2 separate regions of the Ovis aries genome follow, and region 2 is linked to region 1. A link is a contact called in public Hi-C data. All regions are on one chromosome and are shown on one strand. Each heading gives the region's core, a stretch centred on a gene start, on an enhancer-like site or on the middle of the called end of the contact. The rest is flanking DNA. Distances are from core to core; before and after follow the strand shown. Region 1 overlaps KDM4B (lysine demethylase 4B). Region 2 has its middle 15 kb from the start of FEM1A.

Evidence for each region. Hi-C and Micro-C count contacts between places; a contact is called where the count stands out from the background.
Region 2: a contact with region 1 is called in a Hi-C map of hypothalamus, with 6 times the contacts expected there. The contact joins two enhancer-like sites. A contact is called at or near these places in 5 of 16 Hi-C or Micro-C datasets (blood, hypothalamus, muscle and 1 more).

What each region holds. Positions count from the first base shown.
Region 1 is chr5:16,996,677-16,999,376 of ARS-UI_Ramb_v3.0, reverse strand. It overlaps KDM4B (lysine demethylase 4B), which reads left to right. Exons shown (of 23, transcript XM_042250113.1): 2 at 2,354-2,519. The coding sequence starts at 2,379. Among named protein-coding and RNA genes, the nearest start is that of KDM4B, 34 kb to the left of the region's middle. Within about 2 kb of position 1,331, at least 13 of the 54 cell types and tissues checked have an H3K27ac peak or open chromatin away from gene starts, as enhancers often do. A contact at or near this core is called in hypothalamus, where this site is marked.
Region 2 is chr5:17,159,025-17,161,724 of ARS-UI_Ramb_v3.0, reverse strand. No RefSeq gene overlaps it. Among named protein-coding and RNA genes, the nearest start is that of FEM1A, 15 kb to the left of the region's middle. Within about 2 kb of position 1,289, at least 21 of the 54 cell types and tissues checked have an H3K27ac peak or open chromatin away from gene starts, as enhancers often do. A contact at or near this core is called in hypothalamus, where this site is marked.

The DNA.
Region 1 (2,700 bases), core at 82-2,581:
ATCCCACTGTGGCAGGTGTCAGGGCTTCCTTTCATTCCGTGGCTGAGCCACGCTCCCAACGTGCCGCTGAGTGGAGGGGCTTGGTTTGTGTACCTTCATTTGCTGATGGACACTCGAGGTGCTTCCAACTTTTGGCTGCTGTGAGTCGTGCTGCTGTGGACATCTGTGTATAAGTTTTTGTGTGGACAGATGTTTCTTGGGTGGGTACTTAGTGGTAGGATTGCTGACTTGTGCGGTCAGTGCCACATTTAACTTCGGGGAACTGCCGGGCTGTTTTCCCCAGCGGCAGGCCAGCTGGGAGTCGGGCTTCCTGTTTCTGCGCCTCCTCGCCTGCCCTTGTCATTACCTGCTTTCTCACTCTGGCTGCTGAGGGCAAGGTGTATCTCTCTGTGGTTTCCATTTGCTTTTCCCTGGTGGCTGACCGCCTCGAGCATCTTTCCATGCGCTTATTGGCCATCTGTGTCTCTTTGGAAAAATGTCTGTTCGAGTCCTTTGCCCACTGTTTAATTGTGCTGCTTGTCTGTTCACGACTGAGTCGTTAGAACCCCGCTTGTCTTGCCACGGCATGGTCTGGTCAAGAGTGTGTCCGTCTTTCTGGACTGTTCTGTGAGTTCCCTCATGGGGGGTCCTCGGTCCCCCTGTGTTCCCAGAAGGTTGGCCCAGGGCTGGATTTCAGTCAGATTCCTTTTGTTATCTTTTTAAGTAAGCACGTGTTTGATTTTCATTTGCCCTCCTTTAAAGAAACGTGCCACGGGTTATGGAGTATTGGGATTATAAACTGTTTTAATTTTCTTTTTCATATTTACTTACTGAAAGCTTCATTGCAAAGGGCACGAATAAGAGGAAAAACCTCACACTCGCCTCCCTGCTGAGCTGAACCTACATGGCGGTGGCGGGTGGAGAAGCCGGGGCTCTTGCTGGGTGCAGCTGTAGGAAGCTCCACCTGCTCGCATCCCCGCCCCTTGATGGGAAAGTGGAGGGCGCTTGGGTGGGCAGGACCCTGGGGCCACCCCACCCTGCGCAGGACAGGCTGGTCTTGAGGGGAGACAGGTGTCCTGCTTGGGCTCATCTCCCACCAACAATGTGGGGCAGGGATGGGGGGCAGTCCCTGAGGAAGGGTGGGCTCCCCGCTTGGTGATACAGTGGTGACCCTGTGTGTGCCAGGACCCCCAGAGCCTGTACCAGTTCTGCCAGCCGTGAGTGTGACCGTCACAGCGGGGCCTTGCCTGCCGCCCCCGCCCCTGCCCTGTACGCCCAAGTGTAGCGTGGGGTGGCCCAGGGCCCAGCCTGGTTCCAAGGAGCTGCCTGGCTTGGCGGCTGTTCCTGGGCCTGTGGTGCCCTCTAGTGCCCACTGTGGGGAGTGTATTTGGAGAGCTGGTGGCTGTGACTTGGTGAATGGACACCGCCTGCCACTTTCCAGACAGGCAGGAGTCCTGCCCTTCTCACCCCCCCCCCCCCCCCCCCGCCCCTACTCACTTTGTGGGAGTGTGGGCTTGGTGAGTTTTCCTCTGAGTTCTGGGTGTGCGTGCACTGGGGTTCCTACCTTGTCCACATCCTGGAGCGAGTCTGGTTTTCTCTTCTTCGGAGAATTTAATCTGCCAACAGGGACCCTCCCCCTTTGTGTATCCCTCAAGTGTCTCCCTGACTAGAATGGGCCACAGCCTCCCTGCTGGTCCCTGTGACTCTCAAAACAGGATGGGCCTCTCTAGCCTGCAGCCTTGTCACCTGGAGGAGGTCCTCCCACCCCACTGACTCTCCCCCTCTATGCCACGTGGTCCAGGCTTGGCTGTAGCCCGGGGTGATGGGGCTCTGCTCTCCTGGTTTCGGGTCCTGCCTTGTGCAGCCTGTGGGTCGCTTGCATGGGTCGCTGGGGCCTGGGCTCCCTGACAGCAGCTGGCCCATTGCTTGAGGGACCCAGGCGCTGCTTGCCTGCTTGCCTCCTTGCCCATGGTGGCCCTGCCTGAGGAGGGCTTCCCTATTCAGGAAACACACACATATGACCTTACTCCCTTTTCCAGTCTGCCCCATGCCGCTGCCCCTGGATTCCAGCTCCATGATCAATGTCAGTGAATCTGGACATGGCCCTGATATGAAAAGATTTTTATTTCCAGGGCCCCTTGTTTGAAATGGGGGCTCAGGCCTCCAGCATCGCAGGGGCTCTTAGGACGAGTCATCTCTCTTTGTAATTAATTGAAGTCATTTGGTCTTTTGTGTGGGAGATGAAGCAGCCCTGGCTCCCCTGGGCCCCATTCAGCTGCACAGCCTCTGTCCTTGGGTAGGGTGCTTTGGGCCCTTGTGGGGGCCAGGGGGCCGGCTGGCAATGGTGGTGCTGACGTCCTCTGTCTCTTCACAGGTGTGGCCATCCCCCCGCCGCAGCCATGGGGTCTGAGGATCATGGGGCCCAGAACCCAAGCTGTAAGATCATGACGTTCCGCCCAACCATGGAGGAGTTCAAGGACTTCAACAAATATGTGGCCTACATTGAGTCCCAGGGGGCCCACCGGGCGGGCCTGGCCAAGGTGAGTGACCCCTGGCCCTGTAGCCATTTTCCATGGCTGCTGCCCTGTACCCACCCCACCCCCGCCCCGGGACTTGGGGCCCATGAGGCACCCATTAATCCGCTCCTTGAGCCCCTTATTTATTAAGGACACCTGTACGTTCTTTCCCCAAGCCCAGCACTGTTTTGGGCACCAGGATCCC
Region 2 (2,700 bases), core at 40-2,539, 160 kb before region 1:
GAGAGGGGGAGGAGGTGGCTACACAGCCTCCAGAAACTTCCTTCTTCTGACTCCACTAGACTTTCATTTTCCCAAGCGAGGGCCTGTCTGGCCTGGTTATGGGTCAGGGTAACCAGCATCACGACCTCTGGCAAAGGCCCAGGACAGAGCCAGACCTGAACAGGAAGCAGATGCTTCTAGAAGAAACAAGACACTGGTTGCTTCATCACGGGCTGTCTGCAGACCTCCACACCAGCACCCTGGTGGACATCTCTGCCCAGGCATGTGTTTGTCCATTACCTCACCTAAGGGGAGAGCCTCGACACTCCACAGCCATCACTGGGTGGGAATGGTGCAACCAGAAAATAAAAAATAAAAGTATGATTTCTTCTATTTTTATTCCACCCTGCAATGGATGGCTTGATCAACCCCGAGGCACCCCACTGCTCTAGCTATCCAGCTTCCAAGAGTGCTTCTCATACTGGTTATGAAGGGGCTTTGAGGGGGGAGAATACTATGCAGCCATGAAAAAGAGTAAGACCAAGCAAACAGCACTAGCCCATGCTCCTGACAGTAGGGGCGGCCTAAGAATGCATGCTCTTGCTCTGCCGAGTGAAAGAAGTCAGACACCACAGACCATATACTGTGTGATACCATTGATACGAAACGTCCAGAGACAGACAGCAGATTCATGGTTGCCAGGGGCTGAGGAGGGCCCTGCCAAGTGACTGCTACTGGGGATGTGGCTTCTTTAAGAAGTGATGAGAACATTCTGGAATTGGTAATGACTTTGCAATATATTGATTATACTAAAAACCACTGAAGTGTACACTGAAAAATAAGATAACTCTCATAGGAAATAAATTCAAGCTTTAGATTTTTAAAAAGGGAAAAAAATTGGAAAAACTTCCCCTTTTGCTTTTTTTTCGGGGGGCGGCTGTACTGGGTCTTTGCTCCTGCAGAAGAGCTTTTTCTAGCTATGGCTAGCAGGCCTGTTCTCGAGTTGCAGCACTCAGGTTTCTGATTGCAGTGACTTCTCTTGTTTCCAAGCACAGGCTCTAAAGCACTCGGGCTCAGTAGTTGTGGCTGGTCGTAGTTGTGGCTCTACAGCATACGGAATCTTCCCGGACCAGGGATCAAACCAGTGTCTCCTGCACTGCAAGGTGGATTCTTAACTGCTGGACCACCAGGCAAGCCCCTCCTCTGTTTTCCCTTCAGGGCTGTTTGGCCTAGAGGAAGCACCCCCAGGCCCATGGAGCCATGCGAGGTGGGCTGGTCTCTGAGCCGGAGGTCGCCACCAGGGGGCGCTGGAGCAGCAGGAATCGTGGCCTCCTGTGAAGTTGACCGTTCCTACAGGGTCTCTCCTCCAGGCCTTTGCCAGTGCTGTGCCCAACCCCAGGGACACTTTTGCCCACCAGTGGTTCATTCTGACATAAGCCTCTGGTGTCAGCTGACTTCCTCCTTCCAGAAGGTCCTCTTAATCCCCCCCTAGGCTGGTCAAGGATCCCCTTTGAGCCCCCTACACTTTGTCACAGTCCTGACCACCCTGTAACTCTGTCTCTGAAACTGCTCCATGACCCCTGGGAGGACAGCACAGAGGTGTCTCAGGTCACCTAAGGGGGTGACCACTCAGTCAGCCCTGTGTCCAAGGGCCTGCACATTGTAGCAGCTCAATAAATGTCGGTTGGCTAAATGGATGGAAGAACCCACATCCTCTCCACTTACTGCCCAGTAAGCTCCATGGGGGCAGGGACCAGGCCTGTGACCACAGTGCTCAGCAGGATCTGCCCACAGTACGTGCTCACCAACTGTCAGTCAAAAGGATTCACTTTACTGAACAGTTACTGTGTGCCATGGTCTGCGGTGGGTTCTGAAAATGCTGCAGTGACCAAGACAGATCAGCCCCAAGCTCCCTCAGGGTGGGCAGGCTGTAGTGGAGAAGCCAGAAATTAGCAAGTAATGAAGTGAACAGGAATAGTTCAAAGAATTTTTTGAAATCAAGGCCATAAATTCACAAGCTGCTAAAATCCAGTAGAGAGACACCTGGCTCCTTATCCTGCCCCCAAAGACTGCTTGTGAGCTGTATGACCTTAGATAAATGACGCCACCCCTCCTGACCTCAGTTTCCTCATCTGTAAACTGGGAACACTGTTTCTAGTTCCCATGGCCATTGAGAGAATGAAGTGAGTGCAGGCCTGCAAGCTCGGTCACTCAGTCATGTCCAATTCTTTGCCACCCCATGGACCTAGCCTGCCAGTTTCCTCTGTCCATGGAATTTTCCAGGTAAGAAGACTGGAGCAGGTTGCCATTTCCTCCTCTAGGGGATCTTCCCGACCCAGAGATCAAACTCATGTCTCCTGCATTGGCAGGCAGATTCTACACCACTGAGCCACCTGGGGTGCCATCCACTACGTGAAGCCCTCAGCTCAGGGCTTTCAAAACGATCATCTTTTAAATACATTTGGGTTGATGCAGTGATGTACCTACCAGAGTTCCAGACCGAAGCTTGCCAGGTCCATGGCACAAGTGAGAAAGATGCAGCCCAGAAAAGGGCTGTGACTTGTGACTCACAACATTTCAGGGACGAAATAAAAGCTCACGTTCTGAATGTGCCCTCTTCTCCCTCCACCGGGGTCTAGCCCCCAGCCTCACTGGCCTGGACTCGCAGCTTCTGCCTCGCTCTCCAGTCTGCCCTCCCTGCAGCAGCCACCAGAGGGCGCA